Regions from separate parts of the Sus scrofa genome. Here all the other regions are linked to region 3. The links are chromatin contacts, called in public HiChIP or PLAC-seq maps. All regions are on one chromosome and are shown on one strand. Each heading gives the region's core, a stretch centred on a gene start, on an enhancer-like site or on the middle of the called end of the contact. The rest is flanking DNA. Distances are from core to core; before and after follow the strand shown. Region 1 has its middle 140 kb from the start of CCDC68. Region 2 has its middle 56 kb from the start of TXNL1. Region 3 has its middle 160 kb from the start of TCF4.

Region 1 (3,271 bases), core at 51-2,550, 620 kb before region 3:
CTAGACCTGCCCATGGGAGGTACTGGGGGTACCATCCATCTGACAGAGCCCATCATTTCCCATCATGTGTCATGCCTACATGCAGCTCTTGTAGTCCCAGTTTTAGTGCCATCCTGAGGATATGGGAGAACACGAGTACAAAAAAGTCCCAAGGTGGAGTTTCCCGTACTCTGTCAGGGAATGGAGTGGAGTTTGAGGAAGGTTTCCTGGACTAGAGTTCAAAAATTAAAATGCAGACAGTCAGGGCGATAGCAGATGGGCACCCTCTGAACACCATGCAAGTTTTTCCAAAGAACTTCACATTGATTTTGGAGGATCCTGGAAGAACTTGGAACACGATGCTGCATCCACCTGGGAGAACACTTTCAGAGACTGAGAGCTTTCCACATTCCGAGGTCAGGTTTGTGAACTCTTTTCTCCAACCCCCAACACTCTAGCTACTGGGGACATGTGACTCTGCATGTTGTTACCTGAGCCATGTGCGCTTTCTCCCTGGTGGATATAGACTGGGATCGTCCATGGGAAATTCACTTGTAAAGAGAGATATCATTCGTGGTTTCTTTACCATTGATATTGACACTATCAATGAACTGCTTGTTAGTTCTAAGCATCTGGAATTGTTGGGGTGAGGGGAACCTCAGGTAATCCAAGGGATGCTGAAAGTTTCTACTCCCTCTTTGGCCAGCTGAAGAGTCCTTCTTTATGTACCACCAGAAGGTGAAGAGAGTTTATAGAAAGATAACTTGGTAAGACTGGACATCCAAGGAAGCTGCATAGGGCCAAAGCCAGAGCTGAAGCTCCAAATTACAACCCAGATATCCAGTGGAAGAAGCAGCTTGAGAGAGTCCAACAGAAAAGTCCCTCTTGGGGAAAAAAAAATGTAATTGTAATGTATACATGTAAGGATAACTTGATCCCCTTGCTGTACAGTGGGAAAATTTTAAAAAAAGGAGAGAAAAGAAAGAAAAGTCCCTCAGTGTTTGCATTTTTTAACAAGCTCCTCCTTGACTTCTCCCCCACCTCTACTTTTGTTTGTTGAACCTTTCATTTACTGACTTTAAATTAAAAATAAACTTTAAGAAATGTAAAACAATAGAGATTCAATGGCTAAGTGATCATGCAGCACTTGCCCTGAAGAATGAAACAATTAAAATCCAATCATTCCTGATTACGTTTTGTACTATGATGTTAGACTTCCCTTTGCTTTGACCCCTCACCTTCCGGCATCCTGTTCTGGGACAGAAATGACACCACAAAGGTTTCCTGTGCCTGTCCTCTCCACTTCTGACCCCTCACTACATCCTCTCTCCATCTATTTGGAGAGCAATGATTTGGTTCCTCTGGAATTCCTCCTGTATGCTTGATGACACTTGCTGCTAATTTGGGATGCTAGAAATGCCAGGCAAAGTCTGGACTGAGCTCTTGTCGGCTGTTAGTCTCCCAGTGACTTGCTTATTAGCAAAATGGGAAATGTGATATTTCCAGTGATTATTGATCCTAATTTGTCATGGGGTCCCTTCTCTCTGCAATCTGCCAATAGCCAAAACAAACTAAATTCTTAAGCCCATCAAGTCATTTCTGAATTCTCGCTGGTTTTGAAAAGACTTTCTTAAGGTGTCCAAAATCAGTGTCCTAGGAGGTCCATTGTGGCGCAGCGGCATTATCACTGCAGCAGCCCAGGTCATTACTGTGGTGCTGGTTCAATCCCTGGCTCAGGCATTTCCACATGCCTTGGTAGTGGCAGAAAGAGAGAAAGAAAGAAAAAAGAGAGAGAGAAAGAAAGAAAGAGGAAGGAAGGAAGGAAGGAAGGAAGGAAGGAAGGAAGGAAAGAAGGAAGGAGAAGGGGAAGGGAAGGGAAGGAAAGGGAAGGAAAGGGAGGGAAGAAGGGAGGAAGAAAAGAAATCGATGTCCTCTGGGGCAATTTGGGCAGAGAGTCCTCTGGACGAGGCCTGAGATCAAGGTTACCAAATCGTGGACTGAGGACGTACCCCCTGCTGTTTACTCTTCAGAGCCTTCCCTTCCTTCTCTGAGGATCCTGGGTCTGTAGATTTAAAATTTCAGACTATTGTATAACAGCAACAGCCATGCTCAGTTCTGTGGTCTGCCGAGCACTGAGATGCTGTTGCCGGTCAGAATATATTAAACAGAAGTCATGACCATAGTAGCATAGAATAACAGCTAGAAGGAGATGAGTCCCATTGCCTTCATAGCACTTTTCTCCCAGCAACTTGACAGCTGATGGGGTTGGGAGGCTGGGCCAGGTACAGAAATGAGTCTCGGGCTGCGCATGGAAGTGCTGCCTGCTGTCTGCACCTCTCCCTGGTCAGGAGGCCTTGGTCCCAGCTCTGTGCTGCCTGACTGTGTGCCCGCTGCCCTTGGACATTCAGAGCGGTCCCCCTCCTGCTCCAAACACACACTGGAATTGACTACCAGACTGGTCACATACTTTTTTGTCTTCTTTCTTAAAGTGAAGGCATTTTTTTTTTCCCAGCGACTGAGAAACCCTATTAACTCCGTTTCCGTGAACTCACATCTAAACAGGATCCTTGACTCCTCAGAAACCAGGAACTAACTAACTGGTCTTGTTTGAGTCTGTTTAGAGCCTAGAAATGATAGAAATGGTTATCCAAGTCCCTGGCACAGAGATTGCCCTCAGAATATAGTTGCATTTTTACCTTTTTAATAGAGAACTTTAGAAAATCTTCAGTTGTTATTATCAGTGAAACGATATTTTCTTTTTTTAAAATTTAACTTTATTAGACTATAGTTGACTTACAATATTGTCTTAGTTTCAGGTGTACAGCAAAGTGAATCATCCATATATATAAATATAGCCATTATTTTTTCCTATATAGGTGATGACAAACTGGAGTCGATTTTCCTGTGCTGTGCAGTAGGTTCTTGTTAATCACCTATTTTGTACAGCAGTGTGTATATGTTATTCCCACCCTCCCAATCCTTTCCTCCCCCTAAAGGTTTCAGAATATAGTTTTATGAAGGAAGGAAAGAAGCAAAAAGAGGAGAGGTAGGGAGAAATATTTTCTGACATTCTAAAACCCAGAGGCATTCTAGTGTTAAGCCCTCTTTGGGTCATTCCAAGTGATCTAAATCTAAGGGGAAAAAAAAAAAAAAACCCACCTACTTATCTACTCCGTGCTCTTGTGACAAAGATCTGGAGGGGCCAGGAAAGACAGAGTAAAAACAGCTACATTAATGGTACCTAACCGTCACTGAGAACTTTTTATAAGCCACTTTGTAAATCTTTTACATG
Region 2 (3,384 bases), core at 545-3,044, 720 kb after region 3:
TAGAAAGATGTTATAAAACCTGATTTTACTGAGAGCATTTGGATAGACAGTTAAGTCACGCTCTTGATTTACATTAGGGTAATACACTATATTGCAAGGTCTTGGGTGGGCTTAAGTTATATCTCAGCTGTAGTTCTTTTTTGCTTCCGAGAGCCAAGAATATGTGGAAATACTCTGTTTTGTTTTTTATCAATCTCCGGAGTTCATGTGATATACTTCAAGGGCCAGCCATACTCTGGGGCTTATCCTCTTGGCAGAAAAGGCAACTGTTACAAGGTCAAACAAGGGCTTATTTCCTCCCCTTCAGGCCAGCTGAGGCCTTCCAACCCCAGACTAACTTTTATTCTTCTAGTTTAGCCCACAGACATTGTTCCCTAATAAAATGCAACCTATTGGGAGGATTGCCACTTAAATTACCCCAAGATTTACTTTTTAAAGACTGAGTCAAGATCAGCTTTTGCAGAGTTCCCATTGTGGCTCAGCAGGTCAAGAACCTGACTAGTACCCATGATGATGCAGGTTCAATCCCTAGCCTCGCTCAGTGGGTTAAGGATACGGCGTTGCTGCAAGCTGGATTGCAGGTGGGGCTTGGATCTTGTGTTGCTGTGGCTGTGGTGTAGGCCTGCGATTTGACCCCTAGCCTGGGAACTTCCATTCGCCTCAGGTGTGGTCCTAAAATGAGAAAAGATCAACTTTTGGTTAAAAGAGGACAAGGGATGAAGAAGACAGGGGAATCAGAGGCTGGCAGCACAAAAGTTGAATAGTTCCTTCTTGCCGGTATTTCCCAGGCAGAGTCCCACAAACAGGCACAACCATCACCATTCCCCTATGGGGCTTCAAAAACCCAATTTTCCTTGATTAGGTACTGCGAACATTTATTTCTTTTACCTATGCACACATTCTCAACTTTTTTCCTGCTGCTTTCTTGCTGGTTAAATGATGGACATCACTGAGTGTGGACCTGTGGCTCTGACACTCTTGGAGGCCACTTAATCCCACGTGCCACCACAAATAGAGATTCTCTCTGGGCCCCTAAGGATCTCTGTCGATCCTTAAATCTTTCCAGGGATGAGGACCTCACTGTTTCTCTAAGGCGCTGTGTTTAGATGGTGGGCTACTTTATTTTTAGGAAGTTCTTCCTTATATTGAATCGAATTCTCTCTTTCTAAACTTCAACTCATCACATCTAGTCTTCTGCAATTACTTCAATGGGTTGATCTCAAAGTCTCAAGTCAAAACTTCTCAGCTGATCAGCAAGGCCCTCCTCCTTTACTGTTTCTTTCACTGGCCTAGTTTTATGCAAAATCCTTGCATAATTGCATGAATTCTTGGTGACTGCACAGGTGACATGCCCATTCCTATTTCAAAAGGCAAGGAGTAGTTCCCGAAGTGGAGCAGCGTAAATGAATCCGACTAGGAACCATGAGGTTGCGAGTTTGATCCCTGGTCTCGTTGCCGTGAGCTGTGGTGTAGGTCGCAGATGAGCTCAGTTCTGGCGTGGCTGTGGCGGGAGCTAACCTTAGTACAGGGCAGTTTTCAGTGCAGCTCCACGTGGCATAAGATTTCCCTGGAGACATTCCTGGAGCTTTAAAAGGATCATTTCCCAGATTTGATAACAGATCACATTTTCTAATAGTTTCTAATATCTTACTTAAAATTAACCCACAGTGAATATTTTGACACAAACCCCCGAAGGAAATTACTTCCTATCCAAATTAACTACAGAATCAGGAAAAACTTTAAAAGGTTCTGTAACCCACTCTACTTAGGAGGGATGGGTTAGTATATTTCATCGGGCTGTTCCTGACATCTAGTGGTGAGGTCTGGAAGTGCTCAGAGTACTCAGAGCTGCTGACAAGGTGGGGGACATTCCTAACCTTAGTTAACATCTGCTCTTTGAATATTTATAGTTGTAAAAGTGTAAACTGAATATATTTTCCCATCCTCTATAATAATATACTCATCTTTGTTTTAGGCATCTTTCCTGCTTTATATGTTTTATATCTGGGCTTATTTTAAAATTGATGAAATTTAATTTTTTAGATTTTGAAAAAAAAATCCTCGAGGGGAAAAAAAGGGCATTTTGGATAAGCATAAATAATTGCATTTTGATCTGGAAACATACTATAAAAATGTTTTGCAGAAATGAATTCATCTTCAAATGTGGTTTTTAGACTGGATTCCTGTGAAATCTGAGTCATTTATAGCTAACCTTGAATGTATTGTTATTCACAATTAGAAGTAGATAAATTTCACAGGCAGAGAAGCTGACAAGTCTTTAAGACTTCACACTTAGTTTTGCAGGAAGAGCTGAAGTTAATTAGAAGTGATTATACATACATTGCATGTGTGTGTGCACTTGTGTTGTTGCACACAAGCACCGCAAAGGCCTTGGGAAGGTTGCATTTTTTTGTGTGTTTTAAAAATAAACATAATCTCCTTCCCATGTGTTGCTATAAGCCCAGTAAATCTAGGAAGCTCAGCAGGATTGAACAAGGTCATTTCTTGTCAGGACTCCAAGGGGGAGCAGGAAGCAACCCCGTGCATCAGATGCTGGCATTCTAATCCCTGCTCAGCACCGGATTCCCGGGCATGGGGGAGCCGCTGTGCCAGCTCTGACACGCTGGCAGACTGCTGCTTTGCAGTGAGCATAGGCGGAATCAGAACTGTGGCTCTCTCCCGACGGTGCACCTTGTAAGATGGCAATACATCCCTGTCCTGATAATAAAGGCAAAATTCCAACCGAGTCTGCTCACTGGGTTCTGGTAAACAGGAAAGTAATTGTAAAAGGTATATCCAATCGCTACCTCAAAAAAATCAAAGCGGCTTTATTGATTAGTTCTGGGGTTTGGGGGGTGGGGAGGTTAAATGTATATATTTAATGTATTCTTAAATAAGCATAATATACAATTTATTTAATTCCAGGGCAAAGCCCTTTACCAGTCAGCTGGTGCAGAGATCCTGGATGGGCCATAGGGTGTCGTCTATTTTGGGTGGGTCAGGTCGGGGGTCTGGGGGTGAAGGGTGGAGCTTGATGCTGGCATCTTTGGGGAAAACAGGTCTGGTGCCTGGGTCAGCAGGTGGGGCAGGCCTAGCACTTGAAGTCACAGAGACCAACTCAAAGCTAAGAAGAGCCTAGAGCCTAGGCCTGAAAATTCTATCTGAATTATGGTTTGCCACTGGGGTGACCAGCATGCTGTGTCCATGGGAGCTGCCTTGAGATTGGGGCCATGGGGGCTGGCTTAGCACAGGGGTGGAATAAATGCCTATATTCCTGGCACTTAGCCAGGTGCTGGGCTGGGCTGGGCTGGGAGCATGAGTTCACAGGAGCCAGTCACCACCAGGGTTGGCCAGGAGCCTGGGGTCCTGGGAGCCCATTGGGTG
Region 3 (3,151 bases), core at 100-2,599:
CCAGGGCACTAAATTCCTATTTCCTAACATTTTTCTAACAGACCTTATTTTCCCATCATGTACTTATTGCAACTTCTCCATTCCACATCATGTTAGAAACGGAACCTAACAGGGTTCGATAAAGCCAGTAACAAATTTCTTTTCCTTCTCCCTTTCCACTTAGCCCTCTCCCCCCAAAAAACCCTCCCCCCAAACAGCCCCCCCCCACCAAAAAAACTTCAAGAGTGACAGAGGAACAAGGCCCTCAAAGTTATCAATTAAATAATCTTCATCTTATGGTCAAAGAAAGAATGTTTCTTTGGGTTAAGAGAGTAGCTTAAAAATAAGGGGGAAAAAGGGTGTCTTTCCTTACTTCGTATTCATCAGCAGCATCCTTGGATTCCCTTTGTTTGCACAAGCGCAAGGTGCTGTGGGGCCCTTTAACACCTGCTTGGGTTCTTGTGAAAGCCTGTCTGATATCAAACATTCTGGATCACAGAGATGTTCATAGTGAATATGATACAATGAGCATGGGAAACGAAATATTTCCCATCCAGTAATATTTAATGTAAATGCTTTTAATAACTTGCTTATAAGGAATTCTTCTTGGTGGTTAAAACCAAGGAATTAGGGATCTAAGATACAACAACCAGAAAGAGAGTTGAAGCACTCCCTTCACGAGCTTCAGAAATATGAATTCTGTGTTCAGAAAACTTCCCACACTCTGGTTAATACATCCTCTGATTTAGAAAATGCCAGCAGCCCTGGCAGTTTCTGATGATGGATAATTTTTCCCCCCTTCAGGGCTCCAGACAGTTGGTGCTTAAGTGTCTACAATTTAAAGTTTTACATGTCTTCCTTGGGCTGTCATATGTTTACCTATCCCGTCCAGGACATCTCTCTAAATAATCTCTGAGTGGAGAATAACGATCCTTTCCTAGGAGATTTATCCGAGAAGGAACGTGCGCGGGGCCCTTCAAATTCCGAGGCTCAGATTTCGTTCCTGGCAGGTCAGATGGTGCGGTCTGTGGGCCCGAGGGATGCGCACAGCTGTCCCTACAAGAGGCACGGAGCACAGGTGCTCGGCCTCCCGCCGCTGAAGTCTCAGGGAAACTGCTGCACTGACATGTGAGTCGCAGGCAGTTTAACCTCGGATGCTCGACCCCTGAGGGCAAAAGAAAAAGTCTGAACCACCTACAGGGCTTCTGTCGCGATTAAAGCCCCTGTCCCTCTGCCGCCAGCCCTCCATCCACGCCGACATAGAGTCTTGGATTTGGATCTCGCTATACGAGCCTCCGCTGGCTACATCTCCATTATTTTCGCTGCGCGCGGTCCGGACCGGCTCGGCGGCGGAGGCCGAGCCTGTTTCGCTGGCCGGGGGGGCGTCCCTGTCCCCTGGCGGGCCACTGTAACTGCAGCCCTTTGGCCTGCGGTGGGCGTGCCCTCGTGCGCTCTTGCGGCGCCGCTATCTCTGTCGCCGACCGAGCGCCACGAGATCTTCCAACAAGTCGGGCTTGGAGCGCGCTCCTCGCGGTAGCCGCGCCGCCTCGGCGCGCCCGGCCGACCCTCCCGGAGCCAACCGCCCTGCGTTGTCGCCGCCGGCCTTGCCACGCGGTGCCTCCGCTCGGGCGCCAAGCGGCAGCTGCCTCGCCCGGCCTTATAGCTGATCATACTGCAGCGCGACACAGGGCCCCAAAAGGCGTCGTCTCCTCGGCTGCCCCGTGGTTTCTTTGCGGTTCAGCCTCCTTAACCTGGGGAGAAAGCCACATTTGATGGGATCTTTGATCAATCCTAGCGTTTCCTCCAGGTGTTTAGCTACCTCAGTTTTTCATTATTCTGCATTCCCTTTTGATTCAGTCATCTTTCCTCTTTTGGGTTGTGGGTTCTTCAAAGTTTAGACCTGGAATATTAAAACAACGTTATTTACAGTTTTATAATGGGGGCAAGGGCAAGCATGGGGAATTGGATGCTGAGTGGGTTTTTAATTTACAGACAAAAATCGTTTCACTGCCTGACTCAGGCTCTTAATTGTCCTCTCTGAACCTCAACTACTTCATCTATTAAAGTAAAATTTAAAACAGTTTTATCTCACCTGCCTTAAAGTAGAGGTTTGGTTAGATGACCTCATGAAGGGATCTTCCAGAGCTAGGATCTCTAAAAGATTTTGTGATCTGTAGTTTCAAAAGTTAAGATTAGAACTGTATCATTTCTTGAAAGTAGTGAGTGAAGAGCATTTTCTGTGCATCAAGTGTCAGAAGCAGGGGCTCTTTTTTCTCCCCCTCTCACCAGTTGGGGCAGGCTAGGGCTCTCTACACTCTGAATGTCACTGTCACAAACACACACTCCTGGAGTAGAGCTGGGGATTATTTAGTCCTTTAGGATTCTTTATACCATTGATTCTCTCCACTCATACTGATAATACAACAGTTAACTATATATTTAGAGTTTCTCCTCCTTGTCTCATGTTTTCAGAGAGAGAAGGGGGTGGGGAGAGAGGCTATTTCTCTTCTTTAAAATTAAAAAAAAAAAAATCAATCCCATTGATTAATGTAGAAAGTCAAAGACCCAAATCCCTTCCATTACTCTCCACTGTGATTAAAACTGAAGTGTTCTGAAAAATGTCATTTCAAATTGCAAGGAAGCAGAATCTCTCTTTCTCTCTGTCTCCCCTTCCCGATTTCTCTCTCTCTCTCTCTCTCTCTCTCTCTCTCTCTTTTTAAGGGAGACATAGAGATGTGCCCTTATGCTTTTTGATTCAGGAGTTTAAGAGGCCACAACTCAGAGCCAGCTGAGTTGACTGACCGCTGATTTTAGGTGTGCCCAAAGTGAGACAGTGCAGAGCCTTCCAGAAAAATCTAGAATATTACCTGTGTGTTTACATCGCTAAATTATTTCAGATATGTTGTTTTGACCCACCCTTTCCCTGGGATACAAGAGCCAACCTTCTCTGAGAGGGGGAGAAAAAGAAGGAAGATGTGTGAGCTCCCCCTGGTGCTCTTCTGTATTCAGGCGGATTGAAAAGAATTTCAGGGAAACAGGTCTACACGAGCAGAAGGGAAAATAAATTATCTGGATTATTTCTTTGTAAAAGGCCACTTCTGTGCTGCCAGGCAGGTTTCTGTTCAAGGTCTCTATGCTTGGATTCTTTATTTCACCTTGTCCATATAGACCT

Evidence for each region. HiChIP or PLAC-seq counts read pairs in DNA pulled down with a chosen protein or histone mark.
Region 1: an H3K27ac HiChIP or PLAC-seq map of skeletal muscle shows a contact between it and region 3, with 7 times the contacts expected there. The contact joins two enhancer-like sites. A contact is called at or near these places in 2 of 47 Hi-C or Micro-C datasets (heart right ventricle and mesenteric adipose tissue) and 1 of 2 datasets of contacts at active chromatin or transcription factors (skeletal muscle).
Region 2: a contact with region 3 is called in an H3K27ac HiChIP or PLAC-seq map of skeletal muscle, with 14 times the contacts expected there. The contact joins two enhancer-like sites. A contact is called at or near these places in 9 of 47 Hi-C or Micro-C datasets (alveolar macrophages, embryonic fibroblasts, fetal heart ventricle and 6 more) and 1 of 2 datasets of contacts at active chromatin or transcription factors (skeletal muscle).

What each region holds. Positions count from the first base shown.
Region 1 is chr1:104,612,046-104,615,316 of Sscrofa11.1, forward strand. No RefSeq gene overlaps it. Among named protein-coding and RNA genes, the nearest start is that of CCDC68, 140 kb to the left of the region's middle. Within about 2 kb of position 1,301, at least 3 of the 83 cell types and tissues checked have an H3K27ac peak or open chromatin away from gene starts, as enhancers often do. A contact at or near this core is called in skeletal muscle, where this site is marked.
Region 2 is chr1:105,955,522-105,958,905 of Sscrofa11.1, forward strand. No RefSeq gene overlaps it. Among named protein-coding and RNA genes, the nearest start is that of TXNL1, 56 kb to the right of the region's middle. Within about 2 kb of position 1,795, at least 5 of the 83 cell types and tissues checked have an H3K27ac peak or open chromatin away from gene starts, as enhancers often do. A contact at or near this core is called in skeletal muscle, where this site is marked.
Region 3 is chr1:105,236,457-105,239,607 of Sscrofa11.1, forward strand. No RefSeq gene overlaps it. Among named protein-coding and RNA genes, the nearest start is that of TCF4, 160 kb to the left of the region's middle. Within about 2 kb of position 1,350, at least 32 of the 83 cell types and tissues checked have an H3K27ac peak or open chromatin away from gene starts, as enhancers often do. A contact at or near this core is called in skeletal muscle, where this site is marked.